2 separate regions of the Columba livia genome follow, and region 1 is linked to region 2. Evidence: chromatin contacts called from public Hi-C data. All regions are on one chromosome and are shown on one strand. Each heading gives the region's core, a stretch centred on a gene start, on an enhancer-like site or on the middle of the called end of the contact. The rest is flanking DNA. Distances are from core to core; before and after follow the strand shown.

The links. A called contact is a pair of places that touch in the nucleus more often than the background predicts.
Region 1: a Hi-C map of liver shows a contact between it and region 2, with 5 times the contacts expected there. The contact joins two enhancer-like sites. A contact is called at or near these places in 2 of 2 Hi-C or Micro-C datasets (crop and liver).

Annotation. Positions count from the first base shown.
Region 1 is chr3:111,407,191-111,412,268 of bColLiv1.pat.W.v2, reverse strand. All of the region lies in intron 5 of EHBP1 (EH domain binding protein 1), which reads right to left. Among named protein-coding and RNA genes, the nearest start is that of EHBP1, 58 kb to the right of the region's middle. Within about 2 kb of position 1,393, at least 1 of the 3 cell types and tissues checked has an H3K27ac peak away from gene starts, as active enhancers do.
Region 2 is chr3:111,305,196-111,310,514 of bColLiv1.pat.W.v2, reverse strand. No RefSeq gene overlaps it. Among named protein-coding and RNA genes, the nearest start is that of TMEM17, 18 kb to the right of the region's middle. Within about 2 kb of position 2,799, at least 1 of the 3 cell types and tissues checked has an H3K27ac peak away from gene starts, as active enhancers do.

The DNA.
Region 1 (5,078 bases), core at 144-2,643, 100 kb before region 2:
AATTTCAATTCACTAAGCTATGCTGGGATTTGCCTCCCAACATTTATTTCCAGAAACTGGTGGGAAGATTTGACATCTAGACGAGGACTTTTATTCTGATGTAAAGCAAAACTTGCTCTTGAGAAGTGAGTATCGCAGCACTGCTGTAGTAGAAGTAAGTTGAACAACCAACATAAAAGTCTGATTTTAACAAAATTATGGGCTAATTACTGTTCAAAATCAAATGAGCTGTTATTTCTTGAAAAGCCTCATTTGGAAAACAACATATGTAGAGCTGTATCTGATGAAAAAAACTTTTGCTAATACCTCATTTTATTGTATCATATTTAAAATCAGTCACCTTTAAGACTAGAAAAAAATTCATTTCTATATCCCATCCACCCACCCTCTTTTTCCCTTTACTTTCACATTATCACCTTTGTTTGTGGTGTCATACCTAAAAAACAACAAATGGGGATTTCAGAAGAGAGAAATAATCTCTCCAAACCTGGGAGCGATAGAACATGCTTTAGGGCATTCAAAATGAGAAATAATCGTAAGCAACCATGACACAGAATTTCTAGGGAGGGGACACAAAAAACAGAGATACACAAAAACAAACACCACCACCCACAATGCACTTGTACCATTAAAATGAAATTGTATTATGTAACATGTTCTGTAACTTTTTCTGATGTTTCTTTCGTTTTGAGGCTTTGCCCACATTTGGGTGGAGACCAGTTCAGAACTCTTTTTGGGTTAGAGTTCCTGAAGTTACACAACAGCAACAGACAAAAGGAAAAGACAGAACTCGTTTTTCAGCTTAAACTTGTTATTCTTTATAACTGATTGCTGTAGGCTAGTTTGAACAGCAAACACTGAACTCCTTTTTTTCACAGTTCAGCAGCTTCGTTGGACATATTTTCCTGGAGAAACCACTGAGAATACTCTTACTGGTTAAGGTATAAAAAAAAATGACTGGAAGCATGGATATGTCCCACAGAAGGATCTACATCTGACAATAAATCACTGTCAGTCTTGAAAGGCTAGCTTGGTTTTCTTCACCATTCATTAATGTTCAAAAACGCACTATTAGAAAACAGTGGTATAAAAAGGGACACCAAAATATTTTGGAAAATTTTCTAGAAAGGATCTCAATAAAAGAACAGCCTGGAAACTCAGGGCAAAGCTTCAGCAGGCAGACCTGAGCACTGCTGGTCCCTGATAGCAACAGGCAGCACAAGCAGAGGAGGATGCTGAACACCCAGTCCCACGAATGAGTCCTTAGAAGGAGAATGCTAATGATCTGCTAATGCAACCAAGGGAAATGAAATCCCATGTGTAACCACTGTTGCATTATTGTGGTTGAGTAGTCAAAGGAAAGGAGAGAGCCTCCAGCCACACAGAAAGCAGAATCTGTTTTCCACAGCTGTAATTCATAAGACAAAAAAATGGCCTTAACCTGTACCAAAAGAAATCTAGGCCAGAACAATTCCAAACAGCAAGGGCAATGGAACATTGGAACAGGCTGCCCGGAAACACTGCAGGGACCCCACCTTAAAAAGTTTTTAAAAACTGTTTAGGCAAGCATTTGCCTGGAATGATGCTGCCTTGAAGCAACAGGCCAGGCAAGGTGAGGCTGCCTCCAGCCCCAGCCTAGATAAATCTATGAGCAAACCTTCAGAAACAGGTGGGGCATTTTTCTCCTTTCATCTGTCAAATTAGTAGGTCTGGGATGTCCTCTCCTGTAGTTAGCAAAGACCATGTTTGCTGCCACATCAAAACAGGAACATGGTTAGTATCAGGTATACAGCGATGATCACCAACAGCTTGATCACATCAGTGCTACTGAAAGGGGCTCACTCACCACAATTCTGGGCCCTGTGAATAACCCGTGTACAGAGGGGAAACACAAAGCACAGAAGAGAAGATGGAGAAGCCTACTATGAACCTTGGAATATATAGCTACATCATTCATTAGCTATTAGAGATACAAATATGGGCTCAAAAAAAAAAAATCTACAAAAAGGTGGAAAAGTTTTTTCATAGACCAATTCTTTTACCCTCTGAAAACATCCTTTGATTTTTTTTTTTGTTTCATTTAAGAATGTAGAAGGCAAAAAGTCTACAAAGTCTACAAAGCTGTCGAACAGGCAAATGTGATGGTCCATTCTCAATGAATGTTCTTATGTGCTTTTCCATGCTTTGAGCATGCTAGGAAGCAAAATGACATTTTTCTATTGCTTCAGCTACCTTTATCTTAGACAAAGTCCTTGTACATGAAGTGAGTGAAAGCTTCAACATATTTGGATCAACTTAAACCTCCACTCTTCCCTCCTGTCCCTTTCTTCTTCCATTAGCCAGACAATCTGCAGAGATGAAGAAACAAAGCCCAAACTTCAGGTCAGCTGAACTCTCCTTAGAGAAGTGGTCTTCATTTCAAGTTGACCAAAACTCATCTGCTGCCCCACTCCTGGCACCCCTGAGGGGACACTCAACTGTCCCAGCACAGGCCACTTAAAACTATTTCACCACTAAAAAACAAAGACGTATTTAGAAACATGCACTGTTATTTTGCTTAAATGGGAGAGCATGGAAACCCAACAGAAAGTTTGATGGAGGTATTAATATAGTTTATGAGTTTTGCCTGGCACCTATAGAGTCTCTTGCCATGCAGAAGCTCTTTGTTGTACACCAGAAACCCTGAGAAATAAATTCATAAGAGCAATTAGAAGTTAACACAGAAAAAATTAACACTGGAAGTGGGATCTCAGACAGCGAAAGGAACCAAGTGTGGAAACAGCACATGTACAAATTACCCGTAGTAGCAATAAGAGAGAAAAATCACTTTCTAGAGGAAGTGGCTTATATTGTTAAACGGAAAGCAACTAGTCCTTGTTCTCTAAACTGAAGGGGCAAAACAAACTAATGCCAATCCATAAGATTTTGAAAGCCTATTACCTCTCCAGAGATTAGTAAGTCTTACTCTTAGCTATTAATTCCTTGCTCTTCAACTTGCTACAGCAAATCTGGACATCTGATATTATTATTATTAAGAAGAATAAAAAAACCAAGACAGCTTCAAGAAAGGCCTCATGAAGAAAAAAACAGATAACTAAATACACAGAGTCTGGTTAAAGATAAAATTAGAGACAAGCAAGCTTGTAGCAAATATACAAAAACCATGTCTGTGAATGAGATAAAGGCATGGAAGAAGCTTAGGGAATATTAGTATCAACATTTAAATATTAAGAAACTGTGATATGATCACATTATTTATGGATTATACATACAGTAGATGACAAAGGTTCACTTACTAGAATACAAATAGAGTGGCTAAGACATTAAATATACACTCAGAAAAAAAATCCTATAATAACCAAGGTGATGGATCACAAAGTACCTGTATTTGAAGGATTAAAAAACAAAAACCCACAAACAAACAAAAAACCCAGCACACAATATATACACAAAAAAAATCTCGCTCCATTTTCATTTACAGCACGATCATCTTGCACAAATCACGTCACCCAAATGCTACTTAAAAATTCCCCTGGAAGTCTAGAGTAATCTTGTTTTGAATTCAGTAACGTCTACCAACAAAGGTGTCAAACTTCAGCTGAATATCTCTGTTAGGTGATCCATACTCAGCCATACTGAAGCATTAAAAAAATATTTTGGAGATTAACATTTAATAGTAATATAAAAAAAGCTCAAAAATGTTTTTTGAGCAAAGTGTAGATTTTTTCATGATGGAAGAACACCCATAAACTTTTCAGGCTTCGGTATTCTGTGTTCTGAATGTGGCAAACCAAGGAGGAAGGGAAACCCTGCAGCCTCTGAAGGCAGAGAACATACCTGGACAAAAAGGACCGTGAATGTCCCTGAGCTCATGACCTGTCCTTGTCAGGTTCAATGACAAATATGTTCCTTTAAATCCAGGAAAACCTTATGTTAAGCCTGAAAGTGTTAAATGTCAACAGTTTAGGGAGCGAGGAGGTCAACCTCTTGTCTCCTCAGCTCCCAGATTTTTAACACACAGCTGTTTCATGCTCTAAAATGTCAATCAGTGTCTGTTACTTGCTCCAACAGATGAACATGTATCTATCCACCACTAAGTGGAGCTGTTACTCTTGGAAAAGAGTTTCTCCATATCTTCAAGCATATTTGCAGATCAGATATTTTGGCAGTATTTACAGCTTTCTGCAGTGCTTGATTAAAAAAATAAATAAAAAAGGAAGAGATTGTAAACAACTAGCTTTATAGCTGAATTAGCTTTCAATATTTTTTGCAGTAAAGCTATTTACTAAATTTATTGTTCTGAGGATATTTTTTTATATCCTCTAATCCAAGGATAAACATCTACGCACCAATGACTATTCCCCAGTTCTTGTGGGACGAAGCTAATGGCATAACTGAGGTTGCAAAGTGTAAGTTTTCATACAACAAAAGATTATCACTGATACATACTGGAACCACCTCCGTCTATTCCAGGGTCCACACTTTGGGGCTCAGCAACTGAAGCAACCTCCCACCCTTGCAAGTGTTACTACAGTGCGGAGAAGATTTGAGGCAGAGTGAGAACAGCGTGCAGCAGAGGTACCAAGGTACCGCCACCATCTCTATATATCACACAGTGACACGTGACAAAGAGCAATGTGCTATAAAACAGGCCATGAACTATAAACTTCTGAAAAAAAAACTTGTGCAACGTCACAGGAAACCCAACTATACCCAGAGGAGTCGGCTGAGAAATACACTGACATTATTTTATCCCAAGGAACTTGTACCGTGACAATTGGTGATAGAGACTTCCCTGATTAAAATAAACTAAGTGAGAAAGAAAAGGAAACTCCAGGAAACAGTAACTAAACTGTGTTTTGTGTTGATAGTTCTCAAACAAAAATAGAAACTTGACATTTAAAAACAAAAGCATAAATTAAGCACTTTGCTTTCAGCCCTTTTAAATGTTAAGTCACTGGTCATCAGAATAAACCTTAACTTTGGACACCCAAATCAGCAAGAAAAAAACAAGCTTTCCTATGCAAAAAACATTAACGTGCAAATTCCACACCTTAGTGCCATGTGGCATTACTATG
Region 2 (5,319 bases), core at 1,550-4,049:
CCAAGAACTTTCCAGAGGCTTGGCTGTAAGAACAAGCATCTGATTTTCTCTAAAAACCTCATGTTTGCAAAATGCTACGTAGGTCTATGACTGAGTATTAAACAGCAAAGAAGAAACCAGGACTTGTACATCATCGCTTGCTGAATTAATAAGCAGCAGCATTGGAATTCCTGCTTAAGCTTTGTACCAGCTGTGCTTTGTCCTAAAATCCAATTTTAAAAAATCTGCTTATGCTTGTTCCTACAATATGAAGAATATTGAAATACCCTTCATAAACTCTGCTGTTGCTTACAGAGCATATGTTTCCACATCAGGCTCTCATTTCTCCATATTTAGTCTTGTTAAACAACAGCATGCCTACCTGAGATATAAATTACCTTGAGGCTTGGAGTAATGCCATCCTGAGTAAGGAAACTTCATAACACTGCACTCCCTAATCTAATGCAGGTAAAAGTCCCCTGCCCACTTAGAATACAGGACACACCGACCACTGTCGGTGATGGAGAAATCCAGTTTTAATCCAAAATTCCCAGTAAACGCATTGTTCTCTGAGCAGCAGAGCCATGAAATCTAGTTTTCTGGAGGTTTATATCCCATATGCCTAATCCTCCCAGCCATTACATTCGTAGAATATTTTCAGTTTGGCAATATTCCCATCACAAAACATTCCAGCTCCTTCCTATTATTATTATCTTACTACTATCCCTTACGTAAAGGAGCTAGAAGCTGCAGGGTCCCAGGAAAGACCTCACTCCAATACTAGAGATTGGGCTCCCTTTCCTTAGGGACTGCAATCCTATGGGTATCTCCTACTCTGACACCGATTTTCAGCAGAAAATATTTTTAAGGCCTTTCCCCCCCCTCCAAACTTGGTTGAAACTGCTCAACACCAAAGCTTCTTAGGGTAAAGAATGAGTGGACAGGATAAGAGACCAGATTAACACAACTCGGATCTGCACTTTTATCTGCTACACGTAAGTGCAAAGGGCATCCAGCAAACTGTTCAGCAGGTGCAGAGTATGAAGTCTGAAGGTATTTCTGTCTCATTAGCAGTTATTTGCTGATACGGCACAGATAACACAGGGCATTTAACAGGATACTGACCCTTTGGAGAGGCACTTCATGCTTCCCATCAGTGTCTCAACCACTGTGCTAAGGAATGGGAAAGAACCTTCAAAGCTACTTCCAACACCTGTGCCAAACTCTAACGTATTTCTGGGCACAAGTGCTTTGCCACATTTTTCTAACTTAGGGCTCATTTTTCTTCATTTCAAGAGCCCTGTACGTAGGGTTGTTTTCTTCCCTGTGCTCAGGGATTTGCATAGACCAAACATTCTCTAAAAAAAAAAAGATAAAATCTCAACACGCACTTCCTGAAAAGCTGTTTCTGCAGCCAGTAAACCTCTGCCCACTGCAAGGCACACCATCCTCCTGGTAAATACCAGCCTAGATCTGTGCTGGATGGGTCACTTGCCCCTCACATGGAGAAGAGAGAGGCATTTCTCAAAGTGCAGAGGTGCAGGCTCCCCCTTTGCTGGCTTTCTGCTGGAGAGGAGCTCCTCATGTCCATATAGTCCCCCAAAGCACACAGATCCCTCCTACCCTGCTCCCAAGCTGTCCTGAGGCTCCTTCTTATCTGCTGTTTCCAGATGACTCTGACACAGCCTAAGGGGTGATGACAAGGAGAACTGAGTAAGGTGAAAACAGGGCAGGGAAAAATTGTATCCAGTCAGATGTGCCCAAATATGATTTTTTTATTTCAATTAAACTTCTAAGCTTCTACATCACTGAGGATTTTGATGAGGAAAAAAACATGTATTCCCTCTTCTTTTTCCTCCTTTTCACAACTACAACAAAAACATTTCCTCCTAAACATCTTTTCACTACCACCTTTTTTTCTTTTCTACCATTTTCTTTCTCTTTTACTGTTTTGGAGCTTTCTTATGGGAAATGTTTTCAGAAATGGCAAGATAATAAAACACCTGCAAAACAATAAAAATATGAAATAGGAAGAATAACTGCAAGACTTCAGTTAGCCTTTTAGAGTTAGGAGCACAAGAAAAGGAGAAAACCAGCAAACTTAAAATTCTGAAATATCTGCATATCACCTCCCTTAAAAAAAACTCTGAAGTTTTTCTTTGAAAAAGTACTTCTGAATACACAGAGATGGGCATCTTCTGAAAGATAATTCAGGTTTCAGTGAAGTCTCATTTTTTCTGCAGGAAACATTTCACTGGAGGAAAAAAAAATGCCAGCTCATTGTAATAAAAGTTTAGTCATCACCATCGTATGACTGGTGATTAAGAAGAGCATGATGCCACACAGGCTGCTTCCCTACCAATTTACGGTAGAGAGAATCTTCAGGAGGCCATTGGTGATGGGAGAAGATACAAGACAGCACGTGGTGAAAGGACAGCTATTCTCCAACATTGCTGGAATGGGCATGAATCACTTTCCCATGAGGAAGAGGAGGGTAGAGCCCATATGGAGCCTCTGCCATTTGGGACAGTGAGAATAAGAGACAGCAAAACAATCTGACTCCAGCCTGCTCTTAAATAAATGACTCAGACATTCAAATATGGTAAAATATTAAACATTGTTTAGGTATTGAAGTACTTGAAAATTAAATGTTTTCTTCACAAGGCCTGGAAAGTGGGAGCTCAAAAGATATGGCAATCCTCCTGTGAAGCTGCCTCAAGGGCACCTTCTGGGACATTTCAGCCTAGTCTGCTTGGAGAATTTCCTTAAAATGGGAGATTGCTGGACAGGCCCCTCCTGGTGCCCTCTCTTGGTTGCTGCGTTCAAGACTATGTGACAGAAGGTTTGCACAGAAGCTGGGATGCCTGCATCTCCTCTACTAGGAAAGAGACTCAGGGGATTTCCTCCTGACAGCGGAACTGCCTTTTCTCCCCCAGAGACACGGAGCTCACTGGAGGAAATGCAAAACCACACTGCATCCACAGCTACACATATCTAGAGGGAAACCACTTTCCTGCACACGACCCCCCCCCGGGCGGCACAAGAGCAGCAAGGCTGGGTCCTGAGGACAGTTCTCTCCCGTATCCTCCCCTCAGGGAGCTCTCATGTCCTCACACAGCGCCTCCCAAGTCAAAATCCGCAAATACATGGCGCTCTCTAGTGTCTTTGCTCTGCTCAGGAGCAAGTAACCCAAGGTGCTGACATCATTCCAGACGGCCTGGTACAAACATCCAGGCAGAGAGATGCCCAAGGCCTGCTATTAATTAGGGAGAGTTTGCCAGTGCATCTGTTTGATTGAACCTTCTGGTGGAAGCCCCTCCAAACTATCTCACTGTGGCCCCCACCAGCAGTGCAATGCCTCCCAGAGCAGTCATTTAAACAAAAACACTCCTGATGGAGAGAACTATTCCAGGAAAGTTTCTGATCCTGGATTAGGTCCCTGAAGAGCCTGAGTGTGCCCCTGCCAGCTCTCAAATTGCCTGTCAGTGATGCATAACACAGGTTGGAATTTCACAGTGCAAGTGAAGAAGAGAAATCCTCATGGAAGAGCTGGCTCCGAGATGGCACCAGGGAGGGCTTGGCAAGCCACAGGCACAAGCAGTTAAAACGGCAGGCACAGGGCAGGCCGTGGGCTCCTTCAGGACCACAGGTCATGCAGAACAGCTTAACTCTTGCTGAGCAGCCCTGACAGAAACACCAGTCCTTCCTTTAGGTCTTGTCTCTTCCCATCACCGCTTCACTCGGGGAGCGGGCGAAGGCAGAGCACATTTCTAGCTGTTGAAAGCAAGCACAATCCAAAATGGCAACTCCTTTGATTTGCTCTTAAATGGCTTGCTGGTCTCTTTATTAGAACATTTTCTACTCTGTTACGGTCCTTCTCTTTCTCCTGTGTTTCTCTGAGGCTGACAATTTATGACAGAAATAAAGCACATCCCACAGACTCATAGCCTCAGGTCCAACTGTGTTTGCCTAAATGACAAGATCGATGCAGCAATCTGCTGCAAAACATATGAGATTGCCCCTCTCCCTCTCTTTCTTTCTCCCTCCCCTTTAATATACATTTCACATTAAATCAGCATCTAAAGGGAGAAGGCTCCTCTAGTGTCTCGGAGAACATATTTTCTTTGTGCTTGCAATGCTGGCTGGTGATGGGGGGAAATACGCCTGCACCGTGTAATTGATTTGATGTATTCCATGTTTTGGTGGGATAAACACCACCCCCTGGACTCCTTGCAGCCAGTGACTCCAGTCTAAGCTCCTTGTTAAAGTACATTGGTAGTCCATCAAAGACACTGAGTAGTTCTGACACGAAGATAAATGCTCTTATCTTCAGCTTCCAAAGTCGCTTCTCTGAATAAGCACTATTGACAATTTTCACTGTTTAAACTGCTCTTCAGCTGGGAACAGGAATTGGGGTAAATAATTTTAACCCACTTCATTTCAGCACAATTCTCTGCTGGGAGGATAAGACAGGCTTGTCACCAAACCAGATGACATCCACTGGGACACATCACCAAAATTCACAGGGAATAAATTAAGACCCCATGCAGGAAACACACTTAAGCACCTGAATAAACCCTGCAGCTTAAGCTTATCTGTTGTTTTAAGGAGGGCTTACCATGTCCCAGATGGACATGCATCTCCAGAACCTCAAACACAATTGCAATACAAAACGATGCATCCAGATAGTTCTGTGCTGCTGAGGACCTTTTACAGCCAGGCAAATGCTAAAACATAGATAAATATATTTTAAGAGGAAGAGAGATGGGTCCTCAATGTCCTCCACCTCTTGCTGTAGCAAGCTGTCCCAAACTGCAACTCAGCCTCTCATTCCAGAATACAGGAGTGAAAATCCTGCTTTGTGCTTTCCTTCTTCCCTTGCTGGAAGGCCAACTACAGACCACAAACTTGACCACTAAGGGATGGGTCAGCTGGAGTTGAGGGAAAACCCCACCGATTTGACTGGATCTAGGATTTCATTCTTCACTTCTCTGTGCAGGGATTAAATAAGTATTCTTCTGCTAGAAAAACATCACACATGCATGCCTGAGTTCAATAGGATCTTTAAAGTAAAATATAGAAGAGTCGCAATATTTCCAGTTATATGGCAGGGGGTGAGTTTTAGAACCAAAACAGTATTTCAGGCACTGTAAATCCAGTTTATGTGTCTTTAATACAATGGAACAGACTTTGACAGGAAAAGTGAAAAGGAGATGTTAAAGAAAAAATCCAGGTGAATAAATTGCCAGATGAAATAATATAAAATGCCTTCAGTATATCAGGAGGGAGATGCCTAGAGAAACAGTAGGTCTCTGAGAGACCCAGTAAGCAGAGGGAGCA